2 separate regions of the Rattus norvegicus genome follow, and region 2 is linked to region 1. The links are chromatin contacts, called in public Hi-C maps. All regions are on one chromosome and are shown on one strand. The core of a region is the stretch at or near the end of the contact, and the rest is flanking DNA. Distances in the headings are between cores, read along the strand shown.

What was found. Hi-C and Micro-C count contacts between places; a contact is called where the count stands out from the background.
Region 2: a Hi-C map of the A7r5 cell line shows a contact between it and region 1, with 8 times the contacts expected there. The contact joins the enhancer-like site here to the promoter of Cxxc1 in region 1. A contact is called at or near these places in 2 of 12 Hi-C or Micro-C datasets (the A7r5 cell line and frontal cortex).

What each region holds. Positions count from the first base shown.
Region 1 is chr18:70,086,829-70,090,611 of GRCr8, forward strand. It overlaps Cxxc1 (CXXC finger protein 1), which reads left to right and starts at 1,898. Exons shown (of 15, transcript NM_001079698.1): 1 at 1,898-1,953; 2 at 2,616-2,734; 3 at 2,837-2,937; 4 at 3,228-3,463; 5 at 3,552-3,746. The coding sequence starts at 1,951.
Region 2 is chr18:70,579,063-70,582,845 of GRCr8, forward strand. It overlaps Myo5b (myosin Vb), which reads left to right. Exons shown (of 40, transcript NM_017083.2): 28 at 1,612-1,851; 29 at 2,856-2,956. Among named protein-coding and RNA genes, the nearest start is that of Acaa2, 39 kb to the right of the region's middle. Within about 2 kb of position 1,754, at least 1 of the 93 cell types and tissues checked has an H3K27ac peak or open chromatin away from gene starts, as enhancers often do. A contact at or near this core is called in the A7r5 cell line, where this site is marked.

The sequences.
Region 1 (3,783 bases), core at 648-3,147:
TGTCTGCCTGCCTCTGCCTCTGCCTCCTGAGTTCTGGGATTAGGCATGTACTACAACTTTACTTCTATATAAGCTGCAGAATAATGCCAAAGCACACACACTTTATCCATTTCTTCGTCTGTTTTGTTAGGCTTTTTTGAGATAGAGTCTTTAGCCCAGGATGATTTTAAACCTCCACCTCTGTCACATGGTAAGTTCACAGGAGAGCATACATAGACCTTAAAGTTGACTAGAAAGTCTTTGTTTACTGTGGTGACGCAAGAGGTTTTCCCAAATCATGTAGCCCCAGGCCTTACCACTGTTGGTCTTTTAAGCACAAAAACCGCATTCCAGGTTGACACACGTTAGTTAACAAGACTAGTTAGCAAGAAGGAGAAGGACAGAGGCCAAAAGCAAGGTTAGTATGTTTAGGGACTTTCCCAGACCCATCCTGGAACCAGTGACTTAGTCTTTGATTCCGTTTTGTCACGCAGACTAGGTCTTTGTTCCTGTTGGTTCCGAGGCCTGAATGATGTTTTTTATTTTCGGTGTCAGTTGATTTAAGTGTGGAAGTCAAAAACCATTTGTGGTTGTCAGTCCTCACCTCCCATCCTCCTGTCTAAGTTCTGGGAATAGAACTCAGGTTGCCAGGCTGGGCTACAAGGGTCTTTCCTGGCTAAGCTGTTTCACTGGCCCTAAGAACTCTTTTCATTATTTGTTTTTGTAATACTAGGAGTCGAACTAAGGCCCTTCGTACTTTTACTTGGGAATTACTGTACTTGGCACTGTTTTCACTTCAGGGCTATGTAATTAATATCGTGATAATACTGGCTCTGAATGTCTTTTCTAACACTCATTTCATTTATTTATTTATTTATTTATTTATTTATTTATTTATTTATTGGTCTCCTTCTCTATGCCCCTAAACTCCCAATAGGGTTTCAAAATTGTGCAAGCTGGACTTCAACTCTAGGCAAGCCTTGTTAATTTGCATCCTTTAACCCCAGCCCCATCAGTGCTGGTATTACCAGCATATGCCACCATGCTCAAGAAGTTAAGACTTTTTTTTCAGTCAGAAGTGATCACTCATGACTTTAATCCCACTACCTGAGAGGGAGAGGCAGGTGGATTTCTGTGAGTTTGAGGACGGCCTGATGTACACAGTGAGTTGAAGCACAGCTAGGACTAGAGAGACTCTGTCCCAAAAAAACAAAAACAAACAAAAAAAAAACCCAAAACAAAACAAAAAAACAAAGCAAAACAAAAAACTAGGCCTAGCTAAAAAACATGATTTGGGAGGCAGATAAAAGTGGAGCAAGAACTGGGCCAGGTACTGGCACGACATTTATTTCCCTCTCCGGAGGCCTGGCATTCCCATTGATAAGCATCGAAGGGTAAATGATTGGATGCAGGAATGAATGAGACACATGTAGGCAGTAACAGGATTAACCAGTCTGTGGCAGCAGCAGACACTGTACGGAGTCAAATATCAAGTTGGCCACGCCCTTCGGAAGCCGTGATCCGGAAGCTACTGTTTGTTGCCTAGGAACGCACGGAGCCCGCCTGATGACGCTAATCAGCTGACGACATCTGCGTCCCAACGTCGAAGCAAATGCGGCCATATTGCCCTCTGGCGGCCACCGTACGGACTTGACTGACAAGGTGGCGGCGCGCTCGGACGACCCGAACTGTAGGCGCAGCCATACTTCCCGGAACGTATGGTCTCCGCTGTCTTACGGACTGGATGGTCAAGATGGCGGCGACAAGGAGACATTCGAGGCTCTAGATGGGCGACCTATTTGTTTGCCGCTAAGCGGTCGCGCCAGGCGTGGGGAGTGAGAGTGCGGGACCGCGGAGGCGGGACCAGTGGCGGAAGTAGTTGCGGGTGCCTTTGCTACCGCGGCCGAGGGGCTTGTTCAGCTTCGCGGGTTGCTGCGCGGGGTCCAGAGAGGGTGCTCTGTGAGCGGAGATATGGTGAGTACCTGGTCGGATCGGGGTTCAGAGGCAGAGGTCGGAGGGGTTGGCAACCGCTGCCTATTGGCAGGCGCACGGGGTTCCTGGCGAGCTGTGTGCCCAGTCTCTGGGCCGGTGAGTGAAGGGGTGTGATGAGGTTTGAGGTGAACCATCTGTGAGTTCTTTGATGAACCGTTGTAGGGGGTCCGTAGTGGAAGTTCAGTGGGGACTCCAGATGGCAGTTTTGTGGGAAACCTTCACGCGAAGTACCTTCGTCAGAGAGATAAGGACTTGGCCATGAATGTATTTGCACAGGCTCTGGAGAACCGGCATTGGGGGTGGGGTCCACGAGCTAAGTTATAGACACTTGTGGGAAGTCGGGATGGGACGACAGCAGAATAAATTTAAGTGCTCTCCGTGTAGAACTCTTGAATGGGACAGTTTGGTTGAGTGTATGCGATGAGCAGTCAGAGTGACAGGATGCTTGACAGTGTGATGGGAGGTCTGAGTGATGGGGAAGTAGAACACAAAGTAATGAGGCCCAGGACTAGGTGAGGAGGGTCTGGGTGAACTATAACGGAAAGGCTAACGGGAAGTCCGAAGACACAGTTGGAATTTGTGGCTATCCACGGTGGAGCTGTGAAGAGGGAATTAAGGAGCCATCATGGGGGTGGGTCTCACAGGAAGGAGATGGCTCAGACCTGGAACCTCCAGATGCTGGGGAGGACAGCAAGTCTGAGAATGGGGAGAACGCCCCCATCTACTGCATCTGTCGCAAACCGGACATCAATTGCTTCATGATGTGAGTTTGGGAGAAGCAGGTGGGCTGATGCCTGGCAGGGGCGGGAACCCGGTGAAGCGGACCCACCCCTCACATCTCCACCACTTGCTCTATTCTATGCAGTGGATGTGACAACTGCAACGAGTGGTTTCATGGGGACTGCATCCGCATCACCGAGAAGATGGCCAAGGCCATCCGGGAATGGTACTGTCGCGAGTGCCGAGGTGAGGCTTGTGCATGGGCAGTGAAGGAGGTGGACTCCAAGAGATGAAGGAGCTGTAATGGGAGGGATCCTGGGTGATAATGGTGTCCTGTGTGGCCAGAGTGATCGTTGGTCTGTGGTGAATTGGAAGGCCAGCTCCAATGTGAGCAATTGTGGAAGAACCCAAAGGAAGGGGCAGCTCTCCCATAGCGTGAGCTGGACAAGTAGGTGGGGCAGGAAAAGAGAAAGAGGTTCTGGGACCATTCAAACCTCTCCTCCAAACCCACCTTGGCTCCACTCTTTGCCTCACAGAGAAGGACCCGAAGCTGGAGATTCGTTACCGCCACAAAAAGTGCCGGGAGAGGGATGGCAGTGAGCGGGACGGCAGTGAGCCCCGGGATGAGGGAGGAGGGCGCAAGAGGCCTGCTTCAGATCCAGAACTGCAGCGCCGGGCAGGGTCAGGGACAGGGGTTGGGGCCATGCTTGCTCGGGGCTCTGCTTCGCCCCACAAATCTTCTCCACAGCCCTTGGTGGCCACACCTAGCCAGGTGAGTAGCCACAGTGCTCGGGGTGGGTGAAAGTTCTGCTTTGGGCCTCATCTATATCCTCATCTCTACCCTGGATACTGTCTCCTAGCATCACCAGCAACAGCAGCAGCAGCAGCAGCAGCAGCAAATCAAACGGTCAGCTCGGATGTGTGGTGAGTGTGAGGCATGCCGACGCACTGAGGACTGTGGCCACTGTGACTTCTGTCGTGACATGAAGAAGTTTGGGGGCCCCAACAAGATCCGGCAGAAGTGCCGGCTTCGCCAGTGTCAGCTGCGGGCACGGGTGAGCATGGGCAGAGCTGGGCAAGATCAGATAGGAG
Region 2 (3,783 bases), core at 504-3,003, 490 kb after region 1:
CTCAAGGCATTTATCTTCTGGTGACAGCGTACACATTTAACTTAATGCATTCAGCATTCGTTCATGCTGTATGCGCTGCCGTCCCGGCTCAGGCACTTAACTCGCTATGGTCCCTCAGCTGGCTGGACTCTGCCTTGCCTTCCTCACTCGGAGCAGACAGACTCCGCCCATCCTGTCATCATGGGATGCTGACAAGCATATCACTGGATTAAAAGTTTTTTTAGAAAGTTAGGGGTTGGGGATTTAGCTCAGCGGTAGAGCGCTTGCCTAGCGAGCGCAAGGCCCTGGGTTCGGTCCCCAGCTCCGGAAAAAAAAAAAAAAAAAAGAAAGTCACAAAGCATACGGCCACACGAAGCCTTAGGAAGCCCTATTAGTGGCGTGTTGCTTACAACTTTCAACTTGAGGATGGGCATAGCTTTGCTGTCCCACTACATATGTACATTCATACATACATACACACACACACATATGCATACATACACACACATATGCACACACATACACACACATACACACATATACATACACACATACACACACATACACACATACACATATGCACACACATACACACACATACACTCACACGCACACTCATATACTCACACGCACACACATACACACATATACATACACACACATACACACATACACACATATACTCACACATACACACATACACATACACACATACACATACACACACATACACATATACATACACAGACACCTATACACATACATACATATACACACATACACATACACACACACTTATACTCACACACATACACACACACACGCATACATACACATACATACACATACACACACATACACACACATACACATATACATACACAGACACCTATACACATACATACATATACACACATACACATACACACACACTTATACTCACACACATACACACACACACGCATACATACACATACATACACATACACACATACACACACATACACACACATACACACATACATACACATATGCACACACATACACACACATACACTCACACGCACACACATACACACATATACATACACACACATACACACATACACACATATACTCACACACATACACACATACACATACACACATATACACACACATATATACACATATACATACACAGACACCTATACACATATGTACATATACACACATACACATACACACACACTTATACTCACACACATACACACACGCATACACACACATACACATACACATATACATATACACACACATACACATACACACACATACACACACACATACACACACACATACACACACACACACACAGGGCTATCAGCCCAGCATTTCCACAAAGAAGAATCCCATGGCTAAATGTGCTCAGAGCACACGTTGCATCCTGGGCAAATGCTGCAGACCCGTTGCATCAGAAACATTTCTCTGAGAACTTGGGGTCATGAGTTCAGTTTCTAGCTCTTACCTGACCACTCATGCCATCAGAGAACCTGAGTCATGTGTGTCTTCATTAAAGAAGGAAAGTTGCTCTTGTGGTAGACAAAGTGAAGAGATGGGGTAGCCAAGGTGTTCCTCTTGGCTGTCTTGCAGAGACAAGAGCTCGAGTCAGAGAACAAGAAGCTGAAGAATGATCTGAATGAGCTGCGGAAGGCTGTAGCCGACCAAGCCATGCAGGATAACTCCACTCATAGCTCCCCCGACAGCTACAGCCTCCTACTGAACCAGCTCAAGCTGGCCAACGAGGAGCTGGAGGTCCGCAAAGAGGAGGTGCTGATCCTCAGGACCCAGATCATGAATGCTGACCAGCGCAGACTGTCCGGCAAGAACATGGTAATGAAGTGGCAGCCACGGTTGGGCTTGGTGGAATGACATTGAGGCATTAGGCCTGTGGGTTTGTGTGCCTTTACTCATGGAGGTCTTACACCTGAAGAGCAGGACCGCTGTCTTTGGGGTCTCTGAAAGCAGCATAAGGGTTTAGCGCCCCTTCTTCATGACCTTTTTCAAGAGGGGAAGCTAGAAATGTCTAGAATCTACTGAATTTAAGAAAATGGTCAAGGGGGCTAGAGAGGTGGCTCAGCAGGTAAGGGCACTTCACCGGTCTTGCAGAGGACCTGAGTTTAGCTCCTTGGCAGCTCACAACTGTCTATAAATCCATCCCCATGTGGATCTGATGCCATCTTCTGGCCTCCAGAGGCACTGCACCTGAATGTACAGACATGCATGCATGCTTTGATTTAAAAAACAAAAAGCAAAAAATTTTTGAAAGAAAATGTTCAAAAGAAACAAGACATAGATCGATAAACTCAGGGCTGTTTCTTCATGCCCTGTCTCTTCATTTTGTTCCGGGGAGATTTCTCTAAGCCTTTACAGGAAGGGTCTCCTTCCTATTTGTTTCTGACGGTCTGACCTTCTAGGACAGCTTATACAGTGAGAGGGAGGGATTCAAGTTTTCCTGGGTCATCCAATGGGTTCTACTAGGCGAGGCCACTCTACACATGGGCCCTGAGTGGGGCTTGGGAGATAAAGCACTTCAGTAATAAGGTTTCAATCGTGGCCTCTGATGCTTGTTCCTCCCAGGGGCCCTCTCAGCTCCCACCCCAACCCCCAGTGCTTGCACTCATAGCCAAGCCTTGCTAAGACTGTGTGTCCTCCCACCCAAGACGGCCTTTTGAAGCCATGCTCCTGCCTTTATTTAACAGGAACTATCTATTTCTCTAGGTCTGCCTCTTTTCCCTAAAAGCCCATTGATATACTTCCTTATTAGAAAGCTATTTCCTAGAAGTTGTACAACTAGAGTTTTGTTTGTTTTTGTTTTTTAATTTGGGGTCCTCTAGGAGCCGAACATCAATGCCAGAACAAGTTGGCCCAACAGCGAGAAGCACGTGGACCAGGAAGATGCCATTGAGGCCTATCACGGGGTCTGCCAGACAAACAGGTAGGGCCCACCTCCGAGCTGTGCCTGGAAGGTCATTGGAGGGCTGGGGACAGGAGGGTTCACTGTCCAGCCTAGCATGTTACGACCTGTTCCTCAGGAACTGGCCATCCGCCCAGCACTGGGGAATTAATTGTTAGAAAGAATCCTGCCAGAGGCAAGCATCGGTTAAAGTTGCTGGGAGCAATTAACCCTTCAGAAGGCCCCGGAAGGCGATGGCTGAGTCTGAAGGCTCAAGTGCTTAGGACTTTCAGATCTTCTGCTGCAGATGGGGATGGGGAAACTGAGGCCCAGAAGGATTGAGCAGTTTCGAGCACATGGCTGGCCTATAGCTGAACCAAGGTAGAATCCAGGAAGGCTGGCTTCCAGACTGCGCAGCTCCCCTCCCTCCCCGACCCCGTTCATGGGAAACCGGGGGGGGGGGGTGAGGATGCAACCAGCCCCCAAGTCTCCCTAAAGAAGGAAGTGTGGGAATGAAGGTGACCCCCTGGGCTAAAGCCCCAGTCGTCTTAAATTAATCTCGGGTGGGAGATAAGCAAAGAGATGAATAGAGAAAACCTCACAGGTGGTGTTAAATTAGAAAGCGAGCCAGCAGCTGAGCGCTGGGCTTTTCCCCACCCCGCCCCCAGATCCTCAGGGCCGAGACTGCTCCCAGCCCTCCTTCTGTTCTTTCCTTCAGCCGTCAGGAGACGAGCCCTCCATCTAGGTCTTTCCAGGGGCTGCTTAACGCTCCAGATTTTGTCTTCTTACCACAACAACAATGGAGGTGATAAGGCAAAAATAGCCTTTACTCTATCTTAAGATAATCCCATGCTCGGAAAGCTCAGCAA